Regions from separate parts of the Mus musculus genome. Here regions 1, 2, 4 and 5 are each linked to region 3. The links are chromatin contacts, called in public HiChIP or PLAC-seq and promoter capture Hi-C maps. All regions are on one chromosome and are shown on one strand. The core of a region is the stretch at or near the end of the contact, and the rest is flanking DNA. Distances in the headings are between cores, read along the strand shown. Region 1 holds the start of Cwf19l1 (CWF19-like 1, cell cycle control (S. pombe)). Region 2 holds the start of Lzts2 (leucine zipper, putative tumor suppressor 2). Region 3 holds the start of Avpi1 (arginine vasopressin-induced 1). Region 4 holds the start of Scd2 (stearoyl-Coenzyme A desaturase 2). Region 5 holds the start of Scd1 (stearoyl-Coenzyme A desaturase 1).

What was found. Promoter capture Hi-C pulls out the DNA fragments that hold promoters and counts their contacts. HiChIP or PLAC-seq counts read pairs in DNA pulled down with a chosen protein or histone mark. Capture Hi-C pulls out chosen DNA fragments and counts their contacts.
Region 1: a contact with region 3 is called in a promoter capture Hi-C map of liver, with 2.4 times the contacts expected there. The contact joins the promoter of Cwf19l1 here to the promoter of Avpi1 in region 3. A contact is called at or near these places in 1 of 39 promoter capture datasets (liver), 1 of 115 datasets of contacts at active chromatin or transcription factors (embryonic limb bud) and 1 of 9 other capture datasets (liver).
Region 2: a promoter capture Hi-C map of pre-B cells shows a contact between it and region 3, with 3 times the contacts expected there. The contact joins the promoter of Lzts2 here to the promoter of Avpi1 in region 3. A contact is called at or near these places in 2 of 39 promoter capture datasets (cranial neural crest and pre-B cells) and 3 of 115 datasets of contacts at active chromatin or transcription factors (cardiomyocytes, differentiating embryonic stem cells and embryonic stem cells).
Region 4: a contact with region 3 is called in an H3K4me3 HiChIP or PLAC-seq map of stem cell-derived neural progenitor cells, with 7 times the contacts expected there. The contact joins the promoter of Scd2 here to the promoter of Avpi1 in region 3. A contact is called at or near these places in 2 of 39 promoter capture datasets (cranial neural crest and stem cell-derived epiblast-like cells) and 1 of 115 datasets of contacts at active chromatin or transcription factors (stem cell-derived neural progenitor cells).
Region 5: a promoter capture Hi-C map of liver shows a contact between it and region 3, with 2.9 times the contacts expected there. The contact joins the promoter of Scd1 here to the promoter of Avpi1 in region 3. A contact is called at or near these places in 2 of 39 promoter capture datasets (liver and stem cell-derived epiblast-like cells).

What each region holds. Positions count from the first base shown.
Region 1 is chr19:44,134,474-44,137,173 of GRCm38.p6, forward strand. It overlaps Cwf19l1 (CWF19-like 1, cell cycle control (S. pombe)), which reads right to left and starts at 1,403. Exons shown (of 14, transcript NM_001081077.1): 1 at 1,293-1,403. The coding sequence starts at 1,315.
Region 2 is chr19:45,016,699-45,019,405 of GRCm38.p6, forward strand. It overlaps Lzts2 (leucine zipper, putative tumor suppressor 2), which reads left to right and starts at 1,437. Exons shown (of 5, transcript NM_001130526.1): 1 at 1,437-1,532.
Region 3 is chr19:42,127,650-42,130,494 of GRCm38.p6, forward strand. It overlaps Avpi1 (arginine vasopressin-induced 1), which reads right to left and starts at 1,344. Exons shown (of 3, transcript NM_027106.4): 1 at 1,222-1,344.
Region 4 is chr19:44,292,375-44,295,123 of GRCm38.p6, forward strand. Scd2 (stearoyl-Coenzyme A desaturase 2) reads left to right here and starts at 1,302. Exons shown (of 6, transcript NM_009128.2): 1 at 1,302-2,037; 2 at 2,530-2,749. The coding sequence starts at 2,014.
Region 5 is chr19:44,406,432-44,409,131 of GRCm38.p6, forward strand. Scd1 (stearoyl-Coenzyme A desaturase 1) reads right to left here and starts at 1,278. Exons shown (of 6, transcript NM_009127.4): 1 at 955-1,278; 2 at 56-329. The coding sequence starts at 978.

The sequences.
Region 1 (2,700 bases), core at 153-2,652, 2.0 Mb after region 3:
TGGCCTGTCTTCCCAGTACTTTCTCTAAGTTTTCCTAACTAAACTCTCCCAAACTGCAGATTGATCACTCTGCCTCTGCTAGGCTCTAGGGAATTCTCTTTCCTAAGAGCCCCATTGTGCTCAACCTCAAGGCTTTTCCATCCATCAAGGCTGAGTCTCTGTAGCCTCCTGGTGGGCTGAGAAAGCCACTTTCTCAAAATCTCAGAAATCCATATACCATTTCAGAACAAATTCTGTCCTAACTATCATGCAGTATAATTTATTCTTTGAGAGCCTCTAACATCTTTTTGTTCCCTGTTGATTATCAATTCCTGACAGGTACAATCCATATTCACTCTCTGATCTGGGCCCCTTTTCAGCATTTTCTGATCCCAATGACTGAAGACAGAAATCTATGACCTTACAGTGGAGGTTTCTCACCATCAAAACATCACCAGGCCCTGTGAGTCCACCTGCTTAACAGACTATCCATTCCTGAACTTTCTCTCTGACATTGCTTTACCTAATGCTTGTTGCCTTCTACTTCGGCTCTTATTTGTTTCCCAACTTTCAAGCAGGATCACTTTCCATAACAAAAACTAGGTCACACTAAGGAGTTTTTAAACGTTTCAATGTCTTCTCTGAGTTAAATACAATAATATTTGCCAGAGTTAAATCCTCACTTTCAAAAAAAAAAAAAAATCCTCACTTTCTCATGAAAGCCTTAATTCCTTATACTAAGCCAAATATCGTTATTATATACCCTCCAGAACCATCAACCCTTTCTCTACATTTTCCGCATTCGTTAACACGTGTTATTCTAGTCTAGACTATCAGCTATCAAGGCGGGAACTGGTTTGTGCGACGCTTGTCCGCTGCTCAATACAATAGTCTTTCTAAATTAAGTCATGTCTTCGCTAACCGACCGCGCAAACAAAAGTACGCGAGGACAGGACAATGCTCATCTTGTCTGACAAAACCCATGCGTGCACCCCATGCCTGCAAGTATTTGGCTAATCAATACGTGCGACGCCGGGAGAAACGACAAGGAGATGGTGTGTCCCAGGCAGACTAGGCCTAAGGAAAAAGAAGTCCGGCTCATCAAGTTTTTAGTTCTGCCAGAGAGACTCTGAAGACACCAGGGCGAAATGAACTGGGAGGCGAGAACAGGAAGCCTCCACTCCGGCTCCCAGCAGCCCTGCGACCTCCCCTCCGTCTTCCCCTTCCGGTGTGGAGAAAGACCCCCCCACTCCTCCGCCCGCCTCTCTCCCTTTCTCCTATGTGCCTGAGTCTACCGATGCAAGGTCACTCACAGACGCAGTGGCTTCTGAGCCATCGGGAATGACAACCAGGGCTGGGACGGCCACCAAAGGCTAGAAACACGAACGCGCGCTCAAGGTTGGAACGCCGGGGCGCAGAAATATGACGTCACACCACTCAGCCAATAGAAATCACCTAGCTATGGGGCGTGTAGAGGGGTAAAAATCTCTCCGCGTTTATTTATTTATTTATTTATTTATTTATTTATTTATTTATTTATTTATATTTATTTATTTAAGGAAAGGTAACTGGAGTGAAAAGGATGGAGGAATTAAAATAGAAAAAAAATGTGTCTTATTTTGTTTGTTTTAGAAACATTTGGAATTATTGAACTGTGCGCCTGCGAGTTTGTATGGATCCCATGACTGCTAGCGCTCTTAAGATCTTTCCAACCCTGGCTGGGTTTTTTGTTTTTGTTTTAGTTTGTATTTGGGGGGAGGGGGACATGCTTGTGTGCATGCAGGTTCCTGTGGAAAGAATAGGAATCTTCTTCTATTGCTCCCAATCTTATTGAGTGAGATAGGGTATCATTTTAACCCAGAGTTCGTTGGATTAGACTAGTCTAGGAAGCCATATTGCCCAAAAGATCCCCTAATTCTGCTTCCTGAACGCTGGGATTCCCCGTGGGACCTGAAACTTACCTGTCTAGACTTACATGGGTACTAGGGATGCGAATTCCAGTCTTCATGATTTGTTATATGGGTGACTGAGACATCTCCCTAGCCCCTAAATTTTTTTTAACACATTGAAAGAATAGCTTCTATTCAGTGTATCGGCATGTCGCTACATTTTCTCTCTTGCTCACTTCTCCCCCAGTACCCAAACCCTGTCCTTCTCACTGAGTTATCTGAAAGCGAAGTGCAGACCTCAGTGTGCACCTCTCAAATACATAAAAATACCCTCCCTTAAGTTACCTTAATATTAGCACACTGAAAAAGAATTAAATTAATTCAGTAACAAGACCTAATGTACACAATGTTTAGTTCTCTGTAATTGATTGTATACATGGGGACTATTTTCATTCAGGGATTAAACAAATTTCACATTTTCATCGGGTCCTATCTCTAGTCTCTTTTTGCTTTGCTTTTGGTAAGTCGGTTTTTCTGAAGGGGCCAAGCCAACCAGCAACAGCCTGCTAAGGACCTGGAAAGGACTGTCCTGACAAGGAAAGAAACCCAAGTTACCAGAATCAAGTTGTTAAGAAAGAATCTCAAATCTCTAATTTTCTCACAATTTCTGCAGTGCTTTTGAGGGGGTTATTAAATCCTTTGCCTCATACATATTAATACCCCTGCTTTGTTGGTAACTTAAACCTTTTTCTTACTTTTTGGATGATACACTCCAGGAGTGGCTTTCAAGACTGAATCTTGAAGACAGATTTGCTAATATGAACAGCTATAT
Region 2 (2,707 bases), core at 187-2,686, 2.9 Mb after region 3:
CTGAGCCCAGCTCTGGCAGACCTTGGGGGGGGGGGCGGGGGGGATCGGGGAAGGGAGGATGGCCTTGCCAGAACATGTGAGGTCGGCTGACCTGAGCAGGTCACAGAGACCCCTCAGGGAAAGTGGGTAGTTTGTGAATATGATGTAAGAAGTTTCCAGAGTGGCTGAATCCGGCTGTCATTGCGTGGAAGAGGGTTGGGAGGCTGAGTGTATTTAAAGAATGTGACTGGATGCAAAGGACTGTTGTGCACTCTCCCGTGCACGAAACACCAAGCCTTCTGTGAGTTGGCCTGAAGGATTATGGAATGAAGATCTATGGAGCCACGTGATGGATGAGACTGACTGTGGCTGCCCGAGACTGAATGTGGGAAAGGTCGTGTGGGTGTTAAGACTGTTGTTTTCGAGAGGGTAAAAATATTTGTGACCCCAAGAGAGACTTTGGGATGTCTGCTGCGGAGCCAGTGTAGGTTTGAGCTGTTCGTTCTTGAGATTATTGGGGGTCAGGTATCCCTCCCACCCCCTTTGAGCAGCGACCCTTCTCATAGCAAATGACCCCCGAGGTTCGGCTAGGGAGGCTGGAGCCATGCCAGGGACAAGCCTGGGCTCGCGGCCCGAGGGTGCTGTGCTGGAAAGGGAGTGGGATTGGTGGGGGTCTTGGGGGGGGGGGGCTGGTAAGTTGCTGGAAAGGGCCACCAGGTGGCGCCGATTTGGAAAATCCAAGCGTGTGACCTCCAGCCTGCTGGGGGTGGGACAGACAGCGACCGAGCCAGTCCCTCAACTTGTGCCCAGGAGCCGGCAACTGGAGAGGGATGGCTGACCCCCTCGGCCTCCCCATGGACCGGGAAGCTGGAGACTGAGGAGGGAAGCTTCTCCTAGAGGAGCGGAGGGGGAGGGGCGGGGCTGGCGCCGCGCCTTGGCTCTTTGTGCTGGAACAATGACCAGCTGCCGCTGGCCCTTGGGCTCCGGCAGGGATAGGCGATGGTGACCCGGCTCGATGAGTCTCGAGCCGGCCGAGCCTCCTAACACACACACACACACACACACACACACACACACACACACACACACACAGAGTCGCTAGGCCACTCTGGGAGGAATCCCGAGCGCTACCGAGCACACACACACACCACACTTAACACACACACACACACACACACACACACACACACACACACACACACACACACACACACACACACAACACACACACACACACACAGTTGCTAGGCCACTCTGGGAGGAATCCCGAGCGCCGCCGAGCAGCCCCCGCGTGCGCCCTGGCTGGCACGCGTGACGTGGGTTACTTGCGCGTGTCCGCTCCCCGGGGCGGGAACGCCCCTCGGACCCCTCCCCCCATCAGTGCGCACCGCCCACTCGGGCCGGGCGGGGGCCGGTCAGGGCCGGGGGCGCCGGCTGGGCGGAGGCGGGGCCGAGCCGGGCAGCTCCGAGTGGCCGCGCGCGGGCTGGAGCGGGCGGCGCGCCTGTGGAGTGCTGGGGCGGCCCGGGGCTGAGCATGGAGCAGCGCGGCGGAGGTGAGGGGTCCAGGGCTGAGGGTGCCCCAACTTCTAAGCGATGCGGTCCGGTGGGGAGGTGGCATTCCATAGACGCCCCCAGTTTATGGAAGGAGCGGACTATTGTGGGTGGCGGGGGGGGGGGTGGGGGGACACGACGACTCTGGGCTTTCAGTCTCGGAATGGCAACTCGTGATCCCAGACTGGATCCTGCTTGACTGGTCTCTGGAGTTTGAGTGTGTGTGTTTGGGGGGACTTTCCCCAACTCTCCAACCCCAGCCCTGAGGTCAGAGAGTTGGGACGTGGGCCAGACTCATCTCAGGCCCTGGCGCGGCCCCAGACTCTAGAACCCCCAGCTTACTTGCTGGGGTGGGGGCGCAGGGGTCTGTGTACCATAGTGATAGGTCAGGGAGTGCTGGGGAGAACCAGGGCTTTCTTTTTCCCACAGCTACAAACGCATTTCTCAAAATGGAGCCGCTTGCCCCTCCTTCTCTCTTGGGCCTCAAAAGCGGGAGCCAGGCTGGCTAGGCCTGGCTTTCCTGACGCCTGGCCCTCAGAGCTCAGCTCTGTGGCTCCTCTGGCTTTAGGGGTCCTTGCCTGTGTAGCTTCAGCGACCCTAACTCATGGGTCTGCCTCTGGCTCCTCGTGTCTGAGCCTCTTGGCCTTTGTCTCTTCTGTCTTCTGGCTCCTGTCTCTCTGAGTGTCTACCCCGGCCCTTGCCCTTCCTTCTGGGTCTCACTTTCTGTGTCCTCTGGAGTAGGGACAGGAGTGCCAGCCCCTTCTCACTCCTCACTATACTGTGGAGCAGTCTCCATCCCTAGGCTGGACCTTTTGGGGGCGATCTCAGTACCTACCCTACAGAGAAGTTGCTACACTTCAGTTCCTACCCTAGCTCTTAGCAACTCCTTCCTCACGCTGGACTCCTGTGAGTCTCTGGTCTTAACACTTAGAGGCACTTAGTGGAGAACAATATACAAAGATAAGATGGGGCAAGGGCGTCAGGCACTGTGATCTCACCTTTCCTCAAACTCTTAAGTTAAAAAAAAGTTTTAGGGAGGAGGAGTCCCCATTCACATTGGTGGCTTTGAATGTCACCCAGGTCCTCATGCACTCCCAGAACGCTCACTTATACAGATTGGTCCTGGGGAGCTTTCACACACTTTTCTTGTGTACAGTAGGAATCCATGTAACTGTCC
Region 3 (2,845 bases), core at 94-2,593:
CGCTTCTCTGCCTTGGAAGTGAAGAAAGAAACTGGGCCCCTACTCCAGACCCATTTTCAGGCATGACTTGAAAAATGAACTAACAGAGCAAGGAAAAGATCCTTTTGAAAGAATTCAAAACCCCTAAGGTGGCAGTGACGCTGACCACTGAGTGACCTTGGACAAGTCACTTTTCCTTTGCTTTGTTCATCAATCAAAATAGTGAGAGGGAAAATCCTCACTGGGTACAGAGATGAAATATGAATGACCATCCTAGTACCTGGCCTACTGTGGACACTCAACATTGTACATTGGTTGAATGAAAAATGATGCGAAGAGAAAGCTATTAACAAGACTATATAGAACCATGGCCGTGGTTAATTTAGCACTGACGTACAAACTACTCAGAGGGCTTCAAAGACAGGCTCATCTGTGCACTTTTAAAACCATGGCTACATAGAAGGAAGCTTGCTGCGTCAAGCAAGAAGAGCACTTTTGAGGACCTTTTGGTCCTCCTGTCAGGTGGCATCCTAATCCCCTGTTAGCGGGCACTATTGTTAAACACATTTTCCAGATGAAAAAGCTGACCTCTTGAAGTGGTGACTTGCTCAACTCCACAAGGCTGGTAGGTGATCTTAGGCTATTAACCAGGTGGTCAGACCTGGGCGCCTTACCAGTGTTACTTTCATTCTTTCCAGGTGGCTGAGAAGGTGGTCAAAAGAAACGTGGGGGCAGAAGGTTCTGAAACCTCTAAGACCGTGCCATCTTCGTCTGGGGGTTTTGGAGGTCGCCACTGATTCGCAGACAGGATTCCCACGCCAGCCTCTTCGCTGGACTTAGAGCAAGCGGAGCTAGAGTAGAGCCCTCTGGGAAGTTAGATCGGTGTCGGGTCAACCTATTGCCAGTTCCAGGAGACCCCAATCGGGATCCGGCGGCCAAGACGCCTACTGTAACCTCTCTCGGGCTTTGGGAAAAGGGCGAGCGCAGCTCTGGGCTCCTGCCCTGAAAGTGATCACAAAGGCCAAGCGGAGGTGACTGGCTGGCTAAGAGATTGAGAGAGGATATCTTGGCCGAAGTTACAGGACGACATCCCCACCACAGTGAGCCCCAGGGCTCAAAGGTGGCGACTGACAGAGAGAAGCCCCTAAGTGGATCTAGGATGTGAGACCCAGCGGATTCCCAGCTGCGACCGTCGGCCCGCGCGCTCCCACGCACAGCTGAGCCGGACCGTGGCCTACCTACCTGGTTGCCTTAGCTGCCCGAGGCAGGCGGAACGCAGCCGGGAGCCTGGCCGGGCCACCTGGATCACGGCCACAGTTCCTCAGAGAAAGTGCTCCGAGCCCCTTCAACAGCCAATCCTCGGTCACAGCCTTAGAGCGAGAAGCCGAGCCAACTTCGCCAAATCGAACGCGGAGCCTTCGCGGACCAATCAGCTGCTGCAGGGGGGAGGGGCGTGCCTTATCCCTCCCTTTTCCCGTGCCCGCCTCCAAACCCAGTGCGGAGATTCCTTGAGTCCAATCATCTAGGGAGTATCGGCGAGGGGCGTGTCCTCCGGGTCCTCCCCATCCTCCCAGCTCACCTGCCCTCCCCACGCCTGGAGGCGCCCCCTTGATTGACGTCAGTCCCAGGGGCGGGCTCTGCTTTGCGGGCACGCAGGCGGGGCGGGGTCGCATTCCTGACACGGGGTGCGGCTGGAGACCGCGGGCCCTGCAGGGTACACGTGACAAGTGCCCCTTTTCTCTGGGTCGAGTCCAACGCACGTGGCGTAGGGTTTCACTGTTAAGATCCTCATAACCTACAGTTCCTAAAACTCCCTTCACCTCCCGGGCCTCCTGGGCCTGCATTCAGAATGATTTACAAATCTTGTAGCGACTGTGCCAGTTTGGTTACCTAAGGAGAACTTAACAGCTCTTTGGACATCTTTCACTGAGACCCTTTCCAGTTCAGTTTCCTTGACGGGCTGTAAGAGAACTGCAACCCTTACCTTGAGGTAGTTAACAGCCTAGCGACAGAGGCTAACACTGAACCACCACTTGGTATGTGACTACAATCATGATCACATGAAGTTGAAAGAAGGTAAAGAGGAAGGAAGCATCTTTGAGAGGTCCTGGAAGCCACAAGAAGGAGCATAACCAGTAAAGAAAGGAGCTAACGTTTTTAGAACGAGGAAGAATGGGCCTGGGCAGAATAAAGGAAGAGAGGGAAGAAAGCACGCTGGAGCCAGGACGGCTTTTCTCCAGAGGGATAAAATAAGGCCTGGAGATCCGCTATAAATAGCAAGGTAGCCATGGTGGGAGGATGTAGGTAGGCAGTGACGTTTGCATTTGCCCCTCTGAGGCTCTATAAGCAAGGAAATAGAGTGATTTGTACTTATGAATAGGCATTCTGCGGTCTTTACAAGTCTTTACAGAGTGACTATAATGTGGTCAGCCCTTTACAAGGGTTAATTTATTCCCCACCACCAACAACAACAACCGTGGCGTGGCACTAAATTTGCATTTTCAGAAGGTCTCACCAGTTCCAAGGAAGCCGGGTTGGAAAGGACAAATGACTGCAGGGGATCTGTGAGGCTCTTTTTTAGTTCTTCACTGCTGTGAGCATGCTGAGAAAATGCTCCGTCCCTGAGCTACTGTGTGCCACTTCTTGTCTGTCTATCTGTCCGGCTGCCTTTCTGTTTCACTGAGATGGGTTTTACTTTGTAGTTCAGACTGGCCTGGAATTTCCATCCTCCTGGCTCAGCCTCTTGAGTGCTGGCATAATAGAGCTGTACCACCAGGTCCAGCTGTCAACCTGGAGGGATGTTGATTTCCTTCATCCGGGGCTTGTGCTCCTGTCCAGAAATGTCCGGAGGGATGCCTGTCTGGGC
Region 4 (2,749 bases), core at 52-2,551, 2.2 Mb after region 3:
TAATACTAAATCTTTTTGTTTGTTTTTAAAGAGAAACCCCAGAGACAAAGCTCACCCCTTCCCCATTGAACACAGAGATGGCCACCTAAGAATCAAAGGCCCATTCTTGGCAGAATCAAACTGCTGGGGCTTTGCTATAGATACCCAGCCCCCAGAACCGTGAGGAGCCAGTATCTGTTGTAAAGGCCTCACAGTCTAAGGGAGTTTGTTTTTAACAGCCAAGGACAAAGGACAAACCCACAGCTAGTAAAAGATCAGACATCACGCAGACAACCCAGGGGGAAGTGACATCTCCAGATAACTTCACACAGTACCTCTGAGCCTCCGCCAGCCATTTGCTGAGGACACCTGGTCTTGTTCAGCATTCTTGGCTATGGTCAGTGAGCCAGGCCTGCAATGGAGGTGTCTGGTCACAAGCCAGAGAGTTGGCAAGCCCCTGAGACCAGAAGGCAAGAGGTCTGGTTTGGTCTCAGGAAATGCCTGGCATCTCTCTTCTTGAGAAGACAAGATGTCTATCAACCCCTTTTCCTAGAGGTGGGAGATACAGTAATGGGGTGACCTGGATACAGAAGGTACTCTGTGAATGCACCGCCTGCATAGGCTACAAGTTCTATCTCTTGAAAGAGTTAACACAGGCCCCAGAGAAGATGGGGCAGCGAGGGAGGTGTGTTAGGTCAGAGCACCCAAGGTTCAAGGGTCATAGGGTCCTCTGAGGAGTGGCTTGAAAGCGTTTCAGCACAGCTAGCTCCTCCCCTTGCCGGCTGAACAGTTTATCCCATCTCCGTATGTCCCTATGTCCCCTTCTTCCTGCTTAGAGTGGAAGAACAGGGCTACCCACTGAGCGGTCACAGAGAACCTTGCAGTAATAATTTAATACCCACTCTCTGTTCCTACTCCACATACATAAGGCTCCCTCGGCTAGATGCTTTTCGGCGGTTTTCAGATAGCAAACTGCAAACTTTCAACAAAAGAGTCTCCTAAAGGTGCCACATGTATTCGCAAGGCGTGAGGTGGGAAGTGGGGGGTGAGGGGTGGGATTGAGATACTGCTGACTGACCTTGGCTGTGCTCTCGGAGTGTGCACAGTGACCATGGTGACCCAGACCAGTGTGAATGGGCAAGCCACAGATCTATGAAAACTTGATTACAGTACCAGAGCTCCGAGTTATTATCTGGTAAGCATCCTGGAGCTGGTGGGCAAGGCTGAGCCATTGTTCCAAAAGGGACTACAGAGGCGCCTGTTGGGGAGGGAGGCCCCTCTCAGCTTTGCTCTCTGTTGGTGGTAGCCATTTCCCCTCCCACGCGCCTCTGGAAATGCAAAGACCGGATGGAGTTGCAAGTGGTCGGCGCTCTAGTGGCTTTCCCACTTTATGTACCTCTCCGCGTCTTCCTGCCCCGGTAGCCAACCCCCACTGCTAGATTGGGTCTTCTCTTCCAGAGAAAGCGCTGAAGCGCCCCCGTGGCAGGGTGGGGGCTGGGTGGAGGACCAGCGGGGGATGGGTGAGAAGCCAGGAGCAGAAAAAGAAGGGAGGAGGGGGGGGCGGAGCTGGAGGCAGAGGGAACAGCAGATTGTGCAGAGCCAATGAGAGCAGCAGGACGAGGTGGTACCAAATTCCCATCGGCCAATGACTAGCCAGAGTTTACGAAGGCCTCATTAGCATCGCCCCCCTCCGCTTGGCTAGGGATGGGACAATGCGGTGTTGGTGTCTGCAGTATTCTGACTCCTGGACACCGGTGGCTGCAAGCTGCGATTTTGGCGTCCTCTCATTTTCTATCCTTATCTCCGCCCGCGGCTGCCCTGGCCAGCCAGTTTTTGATTTTTTATCTGGTCATTGATCAATATAACGAACCTAAGGATATACAGGACATTAATACCCCACTGCCAGCTCTGGCCCAGAGCTTGTACCGCGCAGCGGGCTGCAGAAACTTAGTCATAGCACCCTTTGTCGCTGAGGTCTGAAGCTCGCTGCACGTTCTCATCCCTGGGAACGTGACCCCAGCATCCGACGCCAAGATGCCGGCCCACATACTGCAAGAGGTGAGCTTACACCCCACCCCCCACCCCCTCCTCAGGTTGGCGGTTGCAGATTGGACTTCTAGGTGGGTGGCTGTTGAGGGTTGGAGAGAGTTCAGAGCAGCTGGGAGCATTTAGCCATCATTTCCGAATTGCTCAACCTTGATAGATTGTTTCTGGACCGGGTGATAACCGGATTTTTACTCAGTACAGTTGATTGTCCCAACTTGTGTTTCTTAAAGTAAAACCTGACCTCTTTTCGATATGCGCAGATTTTCCTTTGTGAGTTGCTAAGGGTGCTGCTAATAAAGCGTCCTTTCCTGCCCCTTCATCATAAGGCTTATTCCCGATGGCCTGCACATTTCCGTGTTCCATTGGTGCGCTCTACAGTCATGCAACCTTGGCACTGGGGTATGGCCGTTATTGCATCTCTCCCGCAGTTATATTAGAGGGAAAGTAACCCCTGCTGCCCCCACGCGTCTGCAGTCCCTAATTCTCCACCCCCTCTCATTGCAGATCTCTGGCGCTTACTCAGCCACCACCACAATCACAGCGCCACCTTCTGGGGGACAGCAGAATGGAGGCGAGAAGTTTGAAAAGAGTTCTCACCACTGGGGAGCAGATGTTCGCCCTGAACTAAAAGATGATCTATATGACCCCACCTATCAGGATGATGAGGGGCCCCCGCCCAAGCTGGAGTACGTCTGGAGGAACATCATTCTCATGGCCCTGCTGC
Region 5 (2,700 bases), core at 28-2,527, 2.3 Mb after region 3:
TTAGAGAGCAAAGAGAAATCTGAGGCACTGGCCCAAGACAAGGGGCGCTGCTCACCGAAGAGGCAGGTGTAGAGCTTGCAGGAGGGAACCAGTATGATCCCGTACAGGCCTCCCAAGTGCAGCAGGACCATGAGAATGATGTTCCTCCAGACGTACTCCAGCTTGGGCGGGGGTCCCTCCTCATCCTGATAGGTGGGGTCGTGAATATCTTCTTTCATTTCAGGACGGATGTCTTCTTCCAGGTGGAGGGGCACCGTCTTCACCTTCTCTCGTTCATTTCCGGAGGGAGGTGCAGTGATGGTGGTGGTGGTCGTGTAAGAACTGGAGATCTGCAAAGAAAAAATTCAGTCGGGGGAGGCCGATCTGTGGGGCTCTCTCTCTCTGTCTCTCTCTGTGTGTTGTGTGTGTGAGAGAGAGAGAGAGAGAGAAATAGGAAAGAAGAATGAAACATTTATAGCCTCAGTAACACACAAAGGGATCCCCGTGTAAGTTATACAAGTATCGGTAGGACGGGCTTTTCTTTAAAGCAGCGGTTCTTAACCTGTGTCTCACGCTCAGCCCCTTTGGGGGTCAAATGTCCCTTTCAGAGGGGCAGCCCAAGACCATCGGAAAACAGATATTTACATTACGATTCAAAACAGTACCAAAATTAAAGTTATGAAGTAGCAACGAAATCATTTTATGGTTGGGGGGGAGGGGGTCACCACAACATGAAAAACTGTAGTAAATAAAGGATCGCAGCATCTTGAAAATTGAGAACCGCTGCTTTAAAGCTAAAGGCACGAAAGTTGGGACTCATCTGCCCAAATTACAATCTACACCTCTCAACCAACCGGTCACGTCAGAATTCGAGAAAGCCCAGTAGTCCGGAGAACTCTCAACTTTCTCCTCCCGGGACCAGTCACCTAGCTGCGTGGCCAGTGCAAGGAGCGAGGGCCGCTTCTGGAAGCTCACCTCTTGGAGCATGTGGGCCGGCATGATGATAGTCAGTTGCTCGCCTCACTTTCCCAGTGCTGAGATCGAGCGTGGACTTCGGTTCCGGAGCCCGTTGGTGTAGGCGAGTGGCGGAACTGCGCTTGGAAACCTGCCCTCCTGACTCTCGGGATGGGTGTTCAGCCCGGTCTGGCTGTGCACAGATCTCCCTGGGCTGGGATTTTAAAGGGTAGAGCAGGCGATGGGATGACCGTGTTCAGTATTTCCTCAGCCCCCTTTTATCGGCTGCCAGCAAAGGGTAAAGAGCGCAGAGATAGCTAGCCAAGGAAGCCAGGCGTGGAGGTGAGGGAGGGAGGGAGGGAGGGAGGGAGGAAGGGAGGGAGGGAGGGAGGGAGGGAGAGAGAGAGGGCGGGACCAAGAACGGGAAAGAAAGCCAAGTAGATTCCAGAGTAGACCTTGGAGGCGCCGGGATGCTGAAGGCATCAACAGGGCGCGCTGCTCCAACCCCCTGCCTGGGGATAAATGCTAATGTGCCTCCTGTGAAGCCCGTCTTGTCATTGGCCAAAGAGAATTTGGTGCCACCTTGTCCTGCCTTTTCCATTGGCTAGGCGCAATCTGCTGTTCCCTCTGCCTCTAGCTTCTCGCTCTCTCCTCCCCTCTTTTTCTCCTTATCCTCTTTGCTGTGGGCTGATGGGTGACTTTTCTTTAAGAGCAGGATAACGTGATTCCAAGTAGGAATTGTGTGCAAGCCTAGGACTTTGGTCTGGCGCTTAGCAAATGGTTCACTGGGGAAATCGCATCGAAAGAAGTGAGGAAGACACTGGCTACCGCCACTCACAACTCGGTCTAACTTCACATCTACCCCCACTTCCAGGCACCAGCAAAGAGAAACCCCGGGAGACTGGGATATGAGGGTGCGCCCAGGGCTCTGACCCGGGAAAACAATAGTGTATCCCTTCAGCCAGCATCCGGTTGCTGCTGCGTTCTTGACAGCACACGCTGAGTTACAACTGCACTCACTCATTGGGCTCCGTCTGCCGGGGACCGCCTCTGCTGGGAGCCAGAGCCCAATCCTAGCTGCTTCTCCTCAAACGGGACGGGACGTTTGAGAGCTCCTTAGATCCTCACGTTGAGATTCCAAGAAAAGGGACTAAGGAATCAAAGGGCCTGAGTGTGCGGTGCGAATAGCAAACAGGCACTTTGCGATCCCTAAGAAGTCTCAAGAATTTCCTTTTTGTTGAACCCACACTGACCCTGAGCAGTAGGTATTCCTTGGTACTTACTGTTATTGGTTTCTTTTTAGACAAGGTCTCTGAAGCTCTGACTGTCCTGGAACTCACAGTGTAGACCAAACTGGCCTCAAGCTTCATAGATCTGTGTCTGCCTTTGAGCTGGGTCCAGCTCCTCGGTCTTTTTAAAAAGGAAGTGAAATTTAAAAGAGTTGAGGTTACCTGTGGTCACGCTTAGCCAGTGTATGGTGGAGCTAGGAATTGAGTATCAGATGAGTGGCTCAAAGGTAAAGGCAGGCCTGGCATGGTGGCGCATGCCTTTAATCCCAGCACTCAGGAGGCAGAGGCAGGCGGATTTCTGAGTTCAAGGCCAGCCTGGTCTACAAGGTGAGTTCCAGGACAGCCAGGGCTACACAAAGAAACTCTGTCTCAAAAAGCCAAATGCAGCCTGGTCTACATAGTGAGTTCTTTTCTTTTTTTCCTCTTCTCGCTTTTCTTCTGCCTGCCTGCCTGCCTGCCTGTCTGTCTGTCTGTCTGA